Linked DNA regions of Triticum aestivum: region 1 is linked to region 2. A link is a contact called in public Hi-C data. All regions are on one chromosome and are shown on one strand. The core of a region is the stretch at or near the end of the contact, and the rest is flanking DNA. Distances in the headings are between cores, read along the strand shown.

The links. Hi-C and Micro-C count contacts between places; a contact is called where the count stands out from the background.
Region 1: a Hi-C map of leaf shows a contact between it and region 2, with 5 times the contacts expected there. The contact joins the promoter of LOC123128251 here to the promoter of LOC123128246 in region 2. A contact is called at or near these places in 4 of 5 Hi-C or Micro-C datasets (leaf and an unstated tissue).

The regions. Positions count from the first base shown.
Region 1 is chr6A:521,543,308-521,549,842 of IWGSC CS RefSeq v2.1, reverse strand. It overlaps LOC123128251 (cellulose synthase-like protein E2), which reads right to left and starts at 3,086. Exons shown (of 9, transcript XM_044548214.1): 1 at 2,676-3,086; 2 at 1,690-2,011; 3 at 1,365-1,505; 4 at 500-631; 5 at 188-400; 6 at 1-75. The coding sequence starts at 2,971. It overlaps LOC123128250 (ribulose-1,5 bisphosphate carboxylase/oxygenase large subunit N-methyltransferase, chloroplastic), which reads right to left. Exons shown (of 13, transcript XM_044548211.1): 13 at 6,241-6,514.
Region 2 is chr6A:521,034,570-521,042,102 of IWGSC CS RefSeq v2.1, reverse strand. It overlaps LOC123128246 (26S rRNA (cytosine-C(5))-methyltransferase NOP2B), which reads right to left and starts at 5,008. Exons shown (of 17, transcript XM_044548207.1): 1 at 4,591-5,008; 2 at 4,234-4,397; 3 at 4,063-4,126; 4 at 3,554-3,687; 5 at 3,287-3,370; 6 at 3,081-3,155; 7 at 2,926-2,997; 8 at 2,761-2,834; 9 at 2,510-2,562; 10 at 2,278-2,387; 11 at 1,908-1,976; 12 at 1,701-1,775; 13 at 1,129-1,221; 14 at 979-1,058; 2 more. The coding sequence starts at 4,957. LOC123128249 (nucleotide-sugar uncharacterized transporter 2) reads right to left here. Exons shown (of 7, transcript XM_044548209.1): 5 at 7,345-7,511; 6 at 7,100-7,270; 7 at 6,557-7,000. The coding sequence ends at 6,730.

The DNA.
Region 1 (6,535 bases), core at 1,837-4,336, 510 kb before region 2:
GGTCTCCCTGCGATGGAAGCATCCAGTGCCATAGTAACACATTCCACCCCATCCATCCAAGCAAGGGTTATCCAACTGAACATCAAGTCAATGAAACAACAAACCAGATTAGTCTTAATTACAGCTTCAGACATAGGTGTGTCCTTTGTCGAAATTTTAGGAGGTGCTATATTATCTTTCAATTGACCTCATTGACAACGTTGATGGGATTGCCATAGATGTCATTGTGCACCACATTGTCAAAGTTCTGAGGGTACTGCACAAAACCGATATCTTGACCTTGCTCTTCATCTAGGAAGAAGCACAATGCATCTCTAATGGACTCAGAGTTGTTGGAGTACATATCACAATCAACATTCAGAATGACTGAGCTGTTGCTTATCACCGAAGATACCCTTATCTGCACAATTGACCTTATTAAGGTATATAAACACAATGAAGGTTGATTCTAAATGGTAATTCTAGAAAATCATTGACTATACCAAGAGAGGACACCTACCAAAGCATTTAATGATCCAGCTTTGAAGTGATGTTGTTCCTGAGGTCTCTTCTCGCGTGACATATACACAAGTTTTGGCAATGCATTTCCATCTACATCAACTGCCTTCCGTTTGTTTCTATCAATTAGAATCTAGCAATGGAGAACCATTTGATTAGACGGGATCACCAAAATTATGCAGATAAGAAATATAAATTCTACTCTGCTATTACAGTTTTCTTTGAAGGTAGATTCTTCACTGGATGAATATCAACCATGTCAGGCTCGTCTTACATCAGGTTGAATTACATTCAGCCAAACAAGCACCTATGCCTTTTATTTTAACTACCTGAATTAACTATCAATTGCATGGTTGGATAGTAAAAAACTAAACAACAATTGTATTTTTTACACCAACATGATGCGTTAAACTTTTATAATTGTAATAACTGCTCTATTGCACACTGATTAATTTGCACTGCTATACTGCAGAGCCACTAAAATAAGCGGTGTACATCTTTTTCTTTTTCCTCTGACTACTGTGGGTTTTCTAGCTTCTCAGAGCGAACACTACTGTGGGATTTCTAGCTTCTCAGAGCGAACATGGAAGCTCCTTTTGGAATAGTTTTAACAGTGGACAGATTGCCTAGAATTATTCTCCATAGGTACTACTTGATAAACATAAAAACATATTTATTTTTTCCACAACACTTCAATTCACCAACACTCTTATATGTTAGCTTTTATAACCAATTCACCAGCTTTGTATTAGCTACACGAGTTGGTTTTCACACTTCTCATAGTTATCATATTATTTTGAATTTCAAAATCAATTACCATGCACTTCATCTAGTAGTCAGACTCTGACCAAACTACCATTTTTTACCTGGACTATTGAAGGGTGATCTCCAGAAGTTATCATCTCATTCCATTCAGAGGAGCCTCTGTGGTTGCATTCTGGAACCTCGGGAATCTTGCCTGAATGTACTACTGAGTTCACGCGATCTGTCAGATCCTTGTACAACTCCTGCAATTCACAAAAGAGGGGAAAACAGATAAGAAAACAATGTGTTGGTTTCACAGCCTTACACGGCAAAAATGGAAGGCCAGCAGGCCCTTACACCAGTAAATATTGTATCAGACTGCATCACAACATCATTTCTTTCGAGATAAGCTAAATTGCATAGGTGCAGAACAAGTTTGTGATCTACCTTCATGCGGAGCAATTCTTGAGGGCTACAAGCATCATGAGGGGTAGCCCCTTCGGCAAAGTAGGCAGCTGGTGACCTGGGCTCCACCTTGTAATTTTTGCAAAATGGAATCCAGTGCTTTGCAAACTCAGATGCCTCATGAAGAGCGTAGAATGTTACAGCAGAACCAGCATCATCAGACAAATAGATGTTTAGCTTCTCTGGCGGGTAGTCATAAGCCATAACAGACAGAACCGTGGAGATGACAAGCATGGGTGGTTCAAGAGCTGGGTCCGCTGTACACACAAATATGTCCACACCAGGGAGCTGGTCATCATCATATCTGTTTGTGGCCAGTATTTTAACAAGTCATTCACCACAGACATAGATAGTACAATCAAACTAATTTTTGTTCATACGATGCTATGCAGATACCGCGCTATCTGAACCATGTAACTAGCCATGAATGTGCATCATCACAATACCCATGGCCATTGAGGTCCTTGATGGAGCATAACAGTACCTGATTTGGCAGTAGCCGTGACTCCTAGCTGAAATATATCTATGTAAATGAATCATATTCTAGCATGGGTGCGATGTTTCAATTGTATCCACAACTCTGGAACCATATTCTAGCATGGGTGCGATCTTTCAACTGTATCCATAACTCTGGGTAGTTATGACAAAGCGTATCTACTTCAGGCTTGAGCCCAGCTGAAAAAGAAAACGGGGAATGTGCTAACTACACTGCTGCAGACATACAATACAATGCAAGGTTTGTTCTCGAGTCTCGATGTCACATTATTTCAGCAATAAGCCTTCGCGGATCACAGATGTAAGTTGCTGGACTTGGTGTGATTCAGAATCGGAAGGGAAGCCGCCTCTAAAGGCGAGCCCCTGAACTAATGCTCTCGTCGGAGCTCTACTTGTCCAGCTAGCCATTCCGTCGAACGCTCTCTGCTCTACGAGAGAGAAGGAAAAAAGCGCGGCGCAGATCAGGCACTAACCTCTCCGAGAGGCGGTCCTTGAATGTGGTGCGGCGGACCGGGTTCCAGCGCACGGAGAGGGTGAGGACCCAGTAGAGGCCGAACAATATCTCGGCCACGAGCAGCCCCAGCCCCGCCCGCCACCCCAGGCTGCTGCTGCCCCTCGCCGGGATGTGGGTGGCTCTGTAGAACCATATGAGGAGGATCCCCGCGAAGATGGTGCCCGCGTACACCCGGTACGCCAGCACCCGCTTCGGCTTCTCCGTCGCGAACAGCGGCGGGCGGCCGCCGCCGCCGGAGACGCTGCTCCCGGCCATCCTCCCTGCCTGCTAGTGCGAGCGAGCGAGAACGCAGGTGTGGAGCGTGACGGGTAGGCCTGGGTCCCTGGGTCAGAGGTGCAGGGGCCGGGTATGTAGCGGATGGTCAACGGAGCCTCCCCGTTGGAGCCGCCTCTGTGTTGGAGAACTTTGACCTCTTGTCAGTCTTCTAGTAGACACATCGCTGTAGCTTAGCCGCCACCATGCTCATTTCAATCTATTCATCTTAAATTATGATAATACAACAAACATCAAAAATAATAAAAATTACATCCAAATTTATACACCACCTAGCGACGACTGCAAGCATTGAAGCGAGTCGATGGCGTGCCGCTGTCATCGTCTCTCCCTCGTTCGATCTGGGCAAAAATTATAGCAGACAGTCGAAAAGTTATAGTGCTAAAACCTCATATGACCAGTGCACCGAAAACAGCAATTGTCATTGATGAACAGTAACGTAGATGACAAGGATCCAACCCGAAGGCAGATAAATGTAGACGAACGACGACCAGATCCAAGCAAATCCATCAAAGACGGATCGGCCGAAGACACACCTCCACATGCCCACCGACGATGGTAGACGCATCATCAAAACATGGGCTAGGTGAAACAGAATCTTATTCCATTTTCAAGGAACCGTCGTTTCGTCTTCTTGAATAGGACACAAAACCTAACAAAATTAGAAGAAACATAAAAAACGGAGCCCTCCCACTGAGAAGGACCGGGATCAACCGCGCTTCCATAGCCTTAAGGCCACCAAACACGAGGCAGACCGGCGGCGACACCGGCGGGAGGCAATGAAACCCTATTTTTTTTCTTAAAAAGCAAATATATTTCAGTTTGCTATTGAGATTTTTTATATCATTCGGCTTTGGAGATTAAAGCCCTGATGATCGATAGGGAGTTTGTTCCATAGACTTACATTGTGATCAAAATGAAATAGCAGATTGTTTGGCAAGGTATAGCCGTTCTTTTTTTAAGTTCGGTATAGCCGTTCTAAGAGTATCACGGTTGTGTGGTTACGTAGAAGGCCCCATGTATCGAGGAAATCTTACCTCTACATTTTTTTTCCGGGAAAACTTGATCTATTCATCTTTAATCATGGTAGTACATTAAACACCAGAAATAATAAAAATTATATTCAAATCCGTAGACCATCTAGCGACGACTACAAACGCTGAAGCAAGCCGAAGGCGCGCCGCCGTCATCGTCCATCCCTTGCTGGAGCCAGTCAAAACATTTGTAGTGTCTAGTAGACAGTCGAGAAGTCATCATGCTAAGACCTCATAGGACCAGCGCACCAGAATAGCAGTCGTCGCTGTTGAAGAATAGCATAGATCGGAAGGATCCTACTTGAAGACGCACAAACATAGACGAACTACGGCTAGATCCGAGCAAATCCACAAAGGAAAGATTCGCCAGAGACACACCTCTGCACGCCCACTGGCGATGCTACACACACCATTAAGACATGGGCTAGGCTGGGAAAACATTATTCCATCTTCAGAGAGTCGTTGTCGTCTTGTCTTTCTGATCAAGATACAAACCCTAACAAAACTCGAAAAAACATCTGGCAAGAGTCGGGATCCACCGCACCACCATAGCCCTAAGGCCACCTGAGACGATGCGGACCGGCGGCGGGAGGCAAAGGAACCCTAGGCTTTTCATGGGGAGGAGGCAATGTGTGGAACCTTAGCACACCTCTAGACCTCAACTCTCTATTTTTTTGCGCTGTACCTTGACTCTATTACTTTGGAACAAAACTCCCTGTTTCGTCGCAAAAATATATATATATCTAAAGTTTTTGAAAAGTAGATCTCCAGTTTAGTGGAAAATGTTATAAGGAATTGATTCTCTAAATGATGAGGTCGACTGATAAGATAGGGAATTGCTGATATTTTGATTGGTAAACAGAAAATTACTGATATTTCAATTGGTAAATAGAAAATTACTGATATTTCATCCATTTTAGATTGTCAATTTTGTACTCCCTTCATCCCACAATATAAGATGTTTTTGCAAGTTAAGGGATTACCATAGGTGTATTTTGAGTACCAAAGGTGTATTTTGAGTGTACCAAGTGAGTAGACTTGGATATAAGAAAAATATACTAGAAATATTATTATTATTATGAAATATAGCGTTGTGCGTGTGCTAAAGAAAGTAGTGGTTGCGTGTTCTGATATTCTCAACTAAGAGCATCTCCAGCCGCGCCCTCAGAAAGGCCTCCCCAGGCGATTTTTTCGCGCCGGCGCCGGAAAAACGGCCCAGTTGCGCCTCCAGGAGCCCGATTTTCGCCGGCCTGGGCCGAAATCAGCGCTGGCGGACCCAAACCAAACCCGACGCACTGGGAGCGCCCGGGACGCCGGGGCGAGCGGTTTTGGCGCGAAAGAGCCGCGGGCCAGCCGCGTCAGTGACACCGCCCTCGTCTTCCCCAACGCCTAGGTTTCCCGCGGGGAATCAATGGCAAGGCTGCCGTCGGTTAGCCTTGCCATTGATTCCTCACGGGCGGCGCGTCACGGGGGCGGGCGGCGCGCCTCCTTGTCGGCTCCTCCTCTGCGCTTCGTCAAGCCAAAGACGGAGCCGGGCCTCCCCGCCATGAAGACGGAGCACGGCGACGTGAAGCTAGACGACGATGCGGTCCTGGAATGGGCACGCCATGACTCCTTGAAGATGGCGAGGGAGCGCCATTGCGCCGCCCTGCGGCGCTTCACGTAGCGCCGCCGGGGCGGCCACGACGAAGGAGGAGTCGTCGTCATCGTCGCTGTCGACGACGACGCGCCGCCGCCGCCGCCGCCACCGCCACCAGTCGCCATAGCGACGCCGGGCAGGGGTCCAGCAGGGACGCCTGCGTCAAGGAGTAGAAGGACGACGATGACGACGACGGTGAGGATGGCGGCGACGACGGCGACTACTCGGCGTTCAACCAGTTTCTTTTGTAGATTAGTTATATATTTTGTTATGTAATGAAAATCCGCAAACATGTCTAATATATGCCCAAGTTTACCGAAATTTAGTCGTGTTTAGCCGAACTTCGCCGAACTTTGCCGAAATTTGCTATATATTTTTCTTTCTTGAACGTGCCTGGGAGCGGCCCTGGGGCCGGCGGCCGGGGACCAACTCGCCCCAGGCCGATTTTTTGCGCTGGCTCACCCCCAGATGGCGATTTTAGACGCCCCCTGGGGCCAACGGCTGGAGATGCTCTAAACAGTCACACAATACCGCCACCGAGCTGCACCGGTAGAACTGGACACGAAGCACGAATGCTCTGGCGTCTTTGGGAGTACAGGCGACCCCAAAAAGAGCTCTGTGTAGGAAAAGATAAACAGATGCGCTGCAGCACCCTAGATCACATATACACGTATGCCAAGCTCAGGGCTGTTCAATCACAACTCGCAGCTATTCTTGGTTTCACATCAACCTTTTCTAAGTTTTCCCTACGTACTATTCAGTTGCAGCTCCGAAGATCTTGGCCTGATACTGCAATATGCCTTTGGCAAGCAAACACCTGAGCTCACCAGCAATTGGGTGGTGGAACTGAAACTGCATCATGTGGTGTTCAGT
Region 2 (7,533 bases), core at 3,759-6,258:
GGTCTGCTCTGTTTGTTCCTCGGGCACATCTTTCTTCTCTCCATTTATTCCAGCACTTTTAGGTCCACTACTTCTCTTCGCACCCTTGTGGCTCTTGACCTCCTCTGTTTGCTCACTGGGTGTTTCTTTCTCATCTACATCCATTCCAGCATTTTTAGGGCCTTTACTTTTCTTGGAACCCTTCTGACTCTTGACATGCTCTGTTTGTTCATCGCGTGTTCCTTTCTTATCTCCGTTCATTTCAGCACTTTTAGGGCCACTACTTTTCTTCACTCCTTTGTTGCTCTTGGGGTGCTTTGCTGGTCTTTCAGGTGCCTGGCTCTGGTCCCCCTCCCCTTCAGGGATACTTGCTTGTTCATTTTTCTTCTTTCCCTGTTTATGATTCTTCGACTTGGTGGATTGCCCATCAGGAACATCTTTCTCATCTTCCTCATCCTGGTTTGGGTCAACAACGCCCTCCGCTGCTTCTTCGGGCTCTTTAGATGACTCGGACGAGGCTGGAATTGTGTTGCTCATCTTCTTCAGCTGTATGAAATGAAATACCCCATCAGATTTTATTTTATATTTTGCAGTTTTACTTTTATAGAATCAACTATACGTGATAACTTAAATACATTCTAAACAGTCCAATGTGTAAATGAGATCATCAAACTATTTGCCAACAGAAGTTAGATTTTCACATAAAGTTCCTGGATGAAAATTCATGCTATGAAAGATAAGACACCTCAAGAAGCTAACATGTGATCATATGGTTCAGTTATCGTCACTCCTGGTAAATAATCCAAACATCATAAAATGTACCTTGGCTACGAAAAAGCCATCCATGTTGTTGACATGAGGATAAAACCTCCTTGTTTTGTCTAAAGACGTATGGAAGCGATGCTCCCGGAACCGGATGAATCTGTACGATAATAAACAGGGAAACATAAGTAAAGTACCAGATCTTAAAAGAGGAAGGCGGTAGTAAGATTAACATACCCTGGGCGTCCAAAATCTAATCCACAAGGAACAACCTTTACATCTCTCTTTTTAAGGGCATAGTCGATGACTGCTTCATTCTACACAAAGTTGGAGGGTTCAGTTACTGAAGTTCAATCATTATCCAGCAAACAAGAAAAATGTACTTACTTCTGGAATCATCATCGAACAAGTAGAGTAAACAATGTAACCACCAGTTTTGGAGTTGGCGTCAACCAAATCAATAGCAGCCAGAAGCAATTGCTGCAAAACAAGTTTATCAGCTTCTCGGAGTTGGTATGCTAAAAAATAAGGTAATTGAGGCTCATACTGCGAATATAGTTTAACCATACTATATCATGAGCCTAAGAACTTCTAATGGAAACCGTAAAGTTGAAAGGTTTAAATTATAATAAGACATAACTTTGAAAATACTCCCTCCGTAAAGAAACATAAGAGCGTTTAGATCTAAACACTCTTATATTTCTTTACGGAGGGAGTAATAGCTAAGCAGATAAGTAGAACATAACAATATATGATACTTACTTACACGACAACTTTACAAGAGATAAGAGACACAGCGATACTAATTGCTTCAAAACCAACTAAAAAATAAATTCATGTGGAGGTGAGTAGATTTAATTTGGAGAATTACTGGGTTAATAACTGTCGTTAATTTTAAAGTGGGAATGGGTTTGAATTGGAGAACGTGTATTTATTTTTGAATTGTGAATAAAATGTACCTTTTGTACGAAAGCACAATTCCTGATGTCATCGATGTCCTTAGATGTTTTTATTTGTGCATCCTTCCAAACGGTCTGCAGAAACAGAGTGAGATTGACTATCAGATGAAATAGGCAAGACAATGTATAATGAGTACATATCAGATGAAATAGCCAAGACGATGTATAATGAGTACAGAAGAATAATATGAATTGGATTATACTAACTCCGGTGCCTGTGCAGGGCGCATCCAACAGTACTCTGTCAACTGAGTTCATTCCAAGTACTTTGGGGAGCTGAAATAAATTGGATCATAAAATAATTGATGTCAATTGAGCACACGATGCAATAAACTGAAGTGTCTGACAATTACTAGGATTCCAAATTCATTTTCTTATGATTGAAATGGACCAGATAATATTAGCTTGGCATTGAAATGCCTTCATACTAAAAGTTCTCTACAAAGCATTATGTTATATTGGTAATGATTTATTATGCTAACTTGTTGCATACAATTAGTTGACTATCCTTTGGTTCTTTGGCCTAAAGAATGCTCTGTGCCCCTGAGAACATACAATGGTCGTATTTTCTGCTTACCTCTTTACCGTCATAATTACAAACTATGGTATTTGTCACACCCAGGCGATGTATGTTGCCCAACAGTCCATGCAACCTTTTCTCGTTAAGCTCATTTGCATAGATTATTCCTGCAAGGCAGGAAGAAAAATACAGGATAATTATATCATTCAACAGCTACTAAAAAGAAAGAACAGGCACTTTGAAGGAAGGACCACATAGTCAAAAGGCAAAACAGGCATAATGAACTAACCAGTATTTTTCATCAGAGCTCCAATGTATGTGGTCTTGCCACCTGGGGCAGCTCTGGAACCAAGAAGAAAATCAGTTTCTATCTTTGGAAGTACTGACATGAATAATTCGTTAAAGGTTAATATCAAATGCAGAAGCAAGCATGTGACACAATAGGATAGCATATGAAGGCTTACATACATGCAAACACAGTTATAAACTAGTTCAAATGAATTATTGCAAAAGGATTATGAGAGTGGGGGGAAATCTTACGCCATATCAACTATTCGCTCCTTCTCCTGTGGAGCAAGAGCCATCACTGGCAAAAAGGAACTCGCGCCTTGTTTCTGTAATCACAGTATTAAAAGATAAGATGAATTGCTGGTAGATGGATAGTGAGGAAAACAATCTAACGAATAATAGGGGAGAGGAAGATACCATGTAATGTCCTGCCATATATTCAACAGTGGCGCCAGACGAAACAGTGGAGTCGTACACAACTAATCCTACCTGAAATTGTCCAAACCACAAGGCTTGCTTTAATATTCCATATTATTTAGTTGTAAAAGAAAATAAGTTGAAAGAAAGCAAACCTTTGACCATTTTCCAATCGGATCCAGATTAAACCCTCTAGGAATAAGAGCAGCAGCAAGATCCCTCCTACGGGTCTGCAAACCCACAAAGATAAGAGAGAGACATACTTAATGAAGCAGTGATAAATCTACAGTTAGAGACTAACAGCTATAGAATCTTTGGTGACATACACATACATCAAGAAATTGAGCTAATATGTTATTACCTTTAGTGTATTTGTACGCAAGCACTCAGGGGGTCTTTTTTCAAATGATTCAAGTAGCTCAACAACCTCAACAGCTGGGAACATCTGCAATGTAGCACACAGAATGTTCACAACAACAGCAGCTAAATCATTATAAAAATTAATAATCGTGCCAGACAGACAATTTGCAACTACTAATATCAGACAGCTGGATCACCACAACTCAAACTGAAAGAAATACTGGTAGCGGATATATCAGACAATCACTGGCTGGGATAGGCAGCTTACCTCAACAAATGCTTCAATGAGAAATTCATTGTATCCATAGTACGCCATCACGTCCGTCTTGAACTGATCAACATAATCTTTTCTGGCAACATTTTCTTGCCTCAGCTTGCTAAAGTTTGAGAGTACCCGTACAACTAGACAGGAAACCAACAAATAGACAGAGAAACCAAGCTCAGAAAGGTCTATAGATTGAAGTGGATCAAACACAGAAAATCAATTCAATGTATACTGAATGGTATTCCTGATCATAGCAATCTGCTAAGGGAAAAAAATAGAAAATCAGTAGATTGCATATGGTCTCTATGCACTCCTCTTGTTACAATCTGACTTTGCAATTTTATACGAGCTAAGAAATGCACCTCAATTACAAAAGCATGAATCAATTTTGCGCCAACACCATTTCAGCTTTATCTATCTACCTATCTTTGAAGGTTTCTGAACTTTAATAAATACTCCCTCTGTACTTGTATTTCTTTACGGAGGGAGTACAAGATATTGGATAAACTTACTTTCCGAGATCCTCCTTTTAAGATTTGGAAGGTTAGGTGGTCCAAGTGCCTCTTCTTCCAACTCCTGCAGATTTTAAATTATAAACCATGGTAAGTCCATGCAGCCTACAATGTGCAGCACATAAACAATACTGAGAAAGAAAAAATGTGAACAGAAGAAGGAAAAGCAACCTCCTTGGTGGGCAACCGGAATTCATCAGATTCTGATCTTATGTTGAGTGCAAGGTCCGCAGCTGCATCTTCTTCAATCTGCTCCTTCTGTCGATCAAGAGCTGCTGACTTTGCCTCGAGGTCATCAGACCCATCTGATTCCTCTCCAGAGTCGCCCCCCTCGTCTAAGAAACACAACAAAGCCCATCAATTTCGATTCCCTGGATAGAAAACACAGCACTGATTTGCATAGCCGTGCACTGAACTAGCGGCCATGAACTCTACAATGGGATGGCTTGATGGAGAAAACTGAAGCTGCTGAAGCTAATTCCACTCAATACTAGTACGCTTCTACTCGTCAAGCAATCGAAGAGTTACCACTGTCGTCGTCACTGCCGGCAAGGAAGTCGCCGGCGAGGGGGTCGTCGTCCTCTTCTTCTTCGTCGTCGTCGTCCTCCTCCTCCTCCTCCTCGTCGTCCTCCTCTTCCTCGCTGCTACCGGCGTCCGAGCCAGAGAGCTCATCGGCGTCGGAGTCGGAGGGGGCGTCGACGTCTGAATCCTCCTCCTCCTCCTCGTGGAGCGGCTGCTGCTCCGCCTCGGAGTCGTCGTCGGAGGAGGGCTCGGGAAGCTTCTGCTTCTTCGGCGCCGCGCTCTTGGCCGCCCTCGAGGGAACCTTGACCACCTTCTTGGCCGCGGGCGGTGCGGGAGGCGCCGCCGGCCTGCGCTGCGCGACCTTCCGGGCCATGGGGTGGGGGGAACGGGAGGGACGGGAGGGACGGTAGGGGGTGGCTGGCGAAAACCTAAAACCCTAAGCGAGAGAAGACACGCTGGTTTTAACACGGGCCTGGTCGTGGGCGCTGCCCCGGTTAGGCAGGCTTGAGATAACAGGCCGGTCAGACAGGCTTTTCAAAGGGCCCATCTTTCTACGGCGCGATGGACACGACCAGAGAGCCGCGCGTCTCCTTCTGGATGGCGACACTTTATTTTCTTTTTCTCTATACATATATCTCTAGTGTAAAAAACGCGCATGTTGTAAAAGAAATGTTCGTGAAATATAAAATGCGTTAGTGAAATTTATTAAAAAATCATGCAGTTAAAAAAATGTACATACAGTGTAAAAAAATGTTAACGCAACTTTTAGAAAAATGTTAATGTAATTTAAAAAATGCATTTAAAAATGCTCACGTGTTTCAAACAACTGTTCGTGATATTCAAAAATTATTTTTATAAAATGTAAAAGAAAGTTTGCACAATTCAAGAAAAAATTTCATGTATTTTTACTCTTTTAAATTTTGGTCATTTCTAGCCAACCTCCCAAACTTAGCGGAGTAAAAAAATATTATCAAATTTCATTTTATTTTGGGCCACCGAAATAAACTTCTCTCTTGTATTACTTTATTAAACGACATCATGGTTAAATACTTCACCGATTCTTCGCTAAGAGAATTGATCCAGAGAAAACTACAAGAACAATTAGATACTTTTGTTGCCTTTTCTCTGTTGGCTTCTTGAGCTTGCACATTTCGTTCTTCTCCGCCTCCACATAATTGGACATTGTGTCATCTCTCGTCTCAACTATAACAAATAGTGCACGAATATCTAGCAATTTTCTCCCTAACAATTGATCAATGTACCCTTCTTTCCAATACAAAAATTTGCATCCTTCCTACACACAACTTAGAGCAAACAATAAGTTCCAACTGCGAGGAATTCGAAGAAAGACATAAAAATAGCCACTCATCTCGTCCTTTTCGCACTTGAAGAACACTCATTCGAGATGTTTTGGCGTGCTCAAAACTCGACGCAGCACCAAACACGGGCAGTGGTCACACTTGAGGACCGACAATGATGAGCAGACAAACCGCTGGGCTAGTGCTGAGCCCAGCCGACAGATGGACGTGGTTGTGCCATTGATCAGTTTGTCGGGTGAGATTCGAGCGTCGAAAGGAGGATGACAAACCGAGATGCGGCACAGAGTGGTTGAGGCGGTTGCGCGGTTCAGTCCCTGTCAAATCCATCCAAAACGTGACAACGTTGGAGGTCTGGCTGCGTTGAATCCGGCGTCGGCGACAAGGGTCGTATATCTGTCGATTTAAGCGACATCGGTGGCGCATGGTGGGCGGCGAAAGCAAGAAGTGAGGCGCCGGAGTAGATGCGGCGCGGGGTGGGGTGGGTCCGACCGAGGGGAGAAGGGGCAATTTTTACTCGGGAAGGTGGTCGGACGAGAAAATATAGGATTCCGTGGTGTTGAGGAGTATGATTTTTTTTTTCTCCTCGAGCCATTATACAAGTCCGGCTAGGTGCCAGTTAGAGGAGTAAACTGAAAAATTTACTCCTCTAACCATTTTTGGATCAGCTAAAGCTGCACTAAGAAAGCTTCAAGTGTAAAATCATTGAGAAGTCACCTAGCAAAAGGGAAAAGGAAAGTTCTTCTATGTACAACAGATGAAGTGAGAGTCTACCACGAGGTTTACAACACAACCGGCCACCAAAGTCACCCCAAGCAAAACTCCCAACTCACACGGAGTCCTCGTAGTCCGAGCTGCCCCCATCGCCGGCGGGCTTGCCCAGGAAGGAATTCGATCTGGACGGCGGCTTCTTGCCGCTGGGCGCCGCCGTCTCCTTCTTGAGGCCCAGGTAGGTGTAGAAGGACATGCCGCCGAGGGCCACGACGGCGCCGCAGATGCTGGTGACCCCGGGGTCGGAGCGGAAGATGAGGTAGCCGGAGAGCATGATGACGATGGTCTTGAACTGCCCCAGCACCACGTGCGACAGTGCCGAGGTCGCGCTGCAATGCACGCCACAAACAAATCAACACGGAGTCAATTAGCAGCATGAAATTTCAGAAGGAAGAATGTTCTTGTGAAGAGAGGAACCATGGTCTCACCCAAGTGCCAAAGCGCCGGACCACTGGAGGAGGAAGCCGAACAGAGCAGAGATGACAATGGCGCAGCTGTTTCTGAAATTCCAGTTGAACAGCAGCAGGCCCGGCGGATCCAGCAGAGGCATCAGCGCCAGCAAGAAGAATATGGTGACGGGGGTCGTCTTCCACATCAGCCTGGTTGATCGAACAATCCGTGTCACTTAACCGAAAAACAATGCGCGGATCGAAATGCAGAGCTTGGAACTTACGCGAGGGCGGTCCAGTTTCCGGACTGCTGCAGATTCGACCACAGGATCTTGTTTACCGCGCTAGGGACGATCCATGCCAGTGCTACGCAGGCGCCGAAGAAGTTGAACTCTAGGTCCGTGACTGTGGCCACAGCCACTCCGATTGACACCGTTGCCAGTGTGATAACCTGTAAATGTTGAACAGGATTT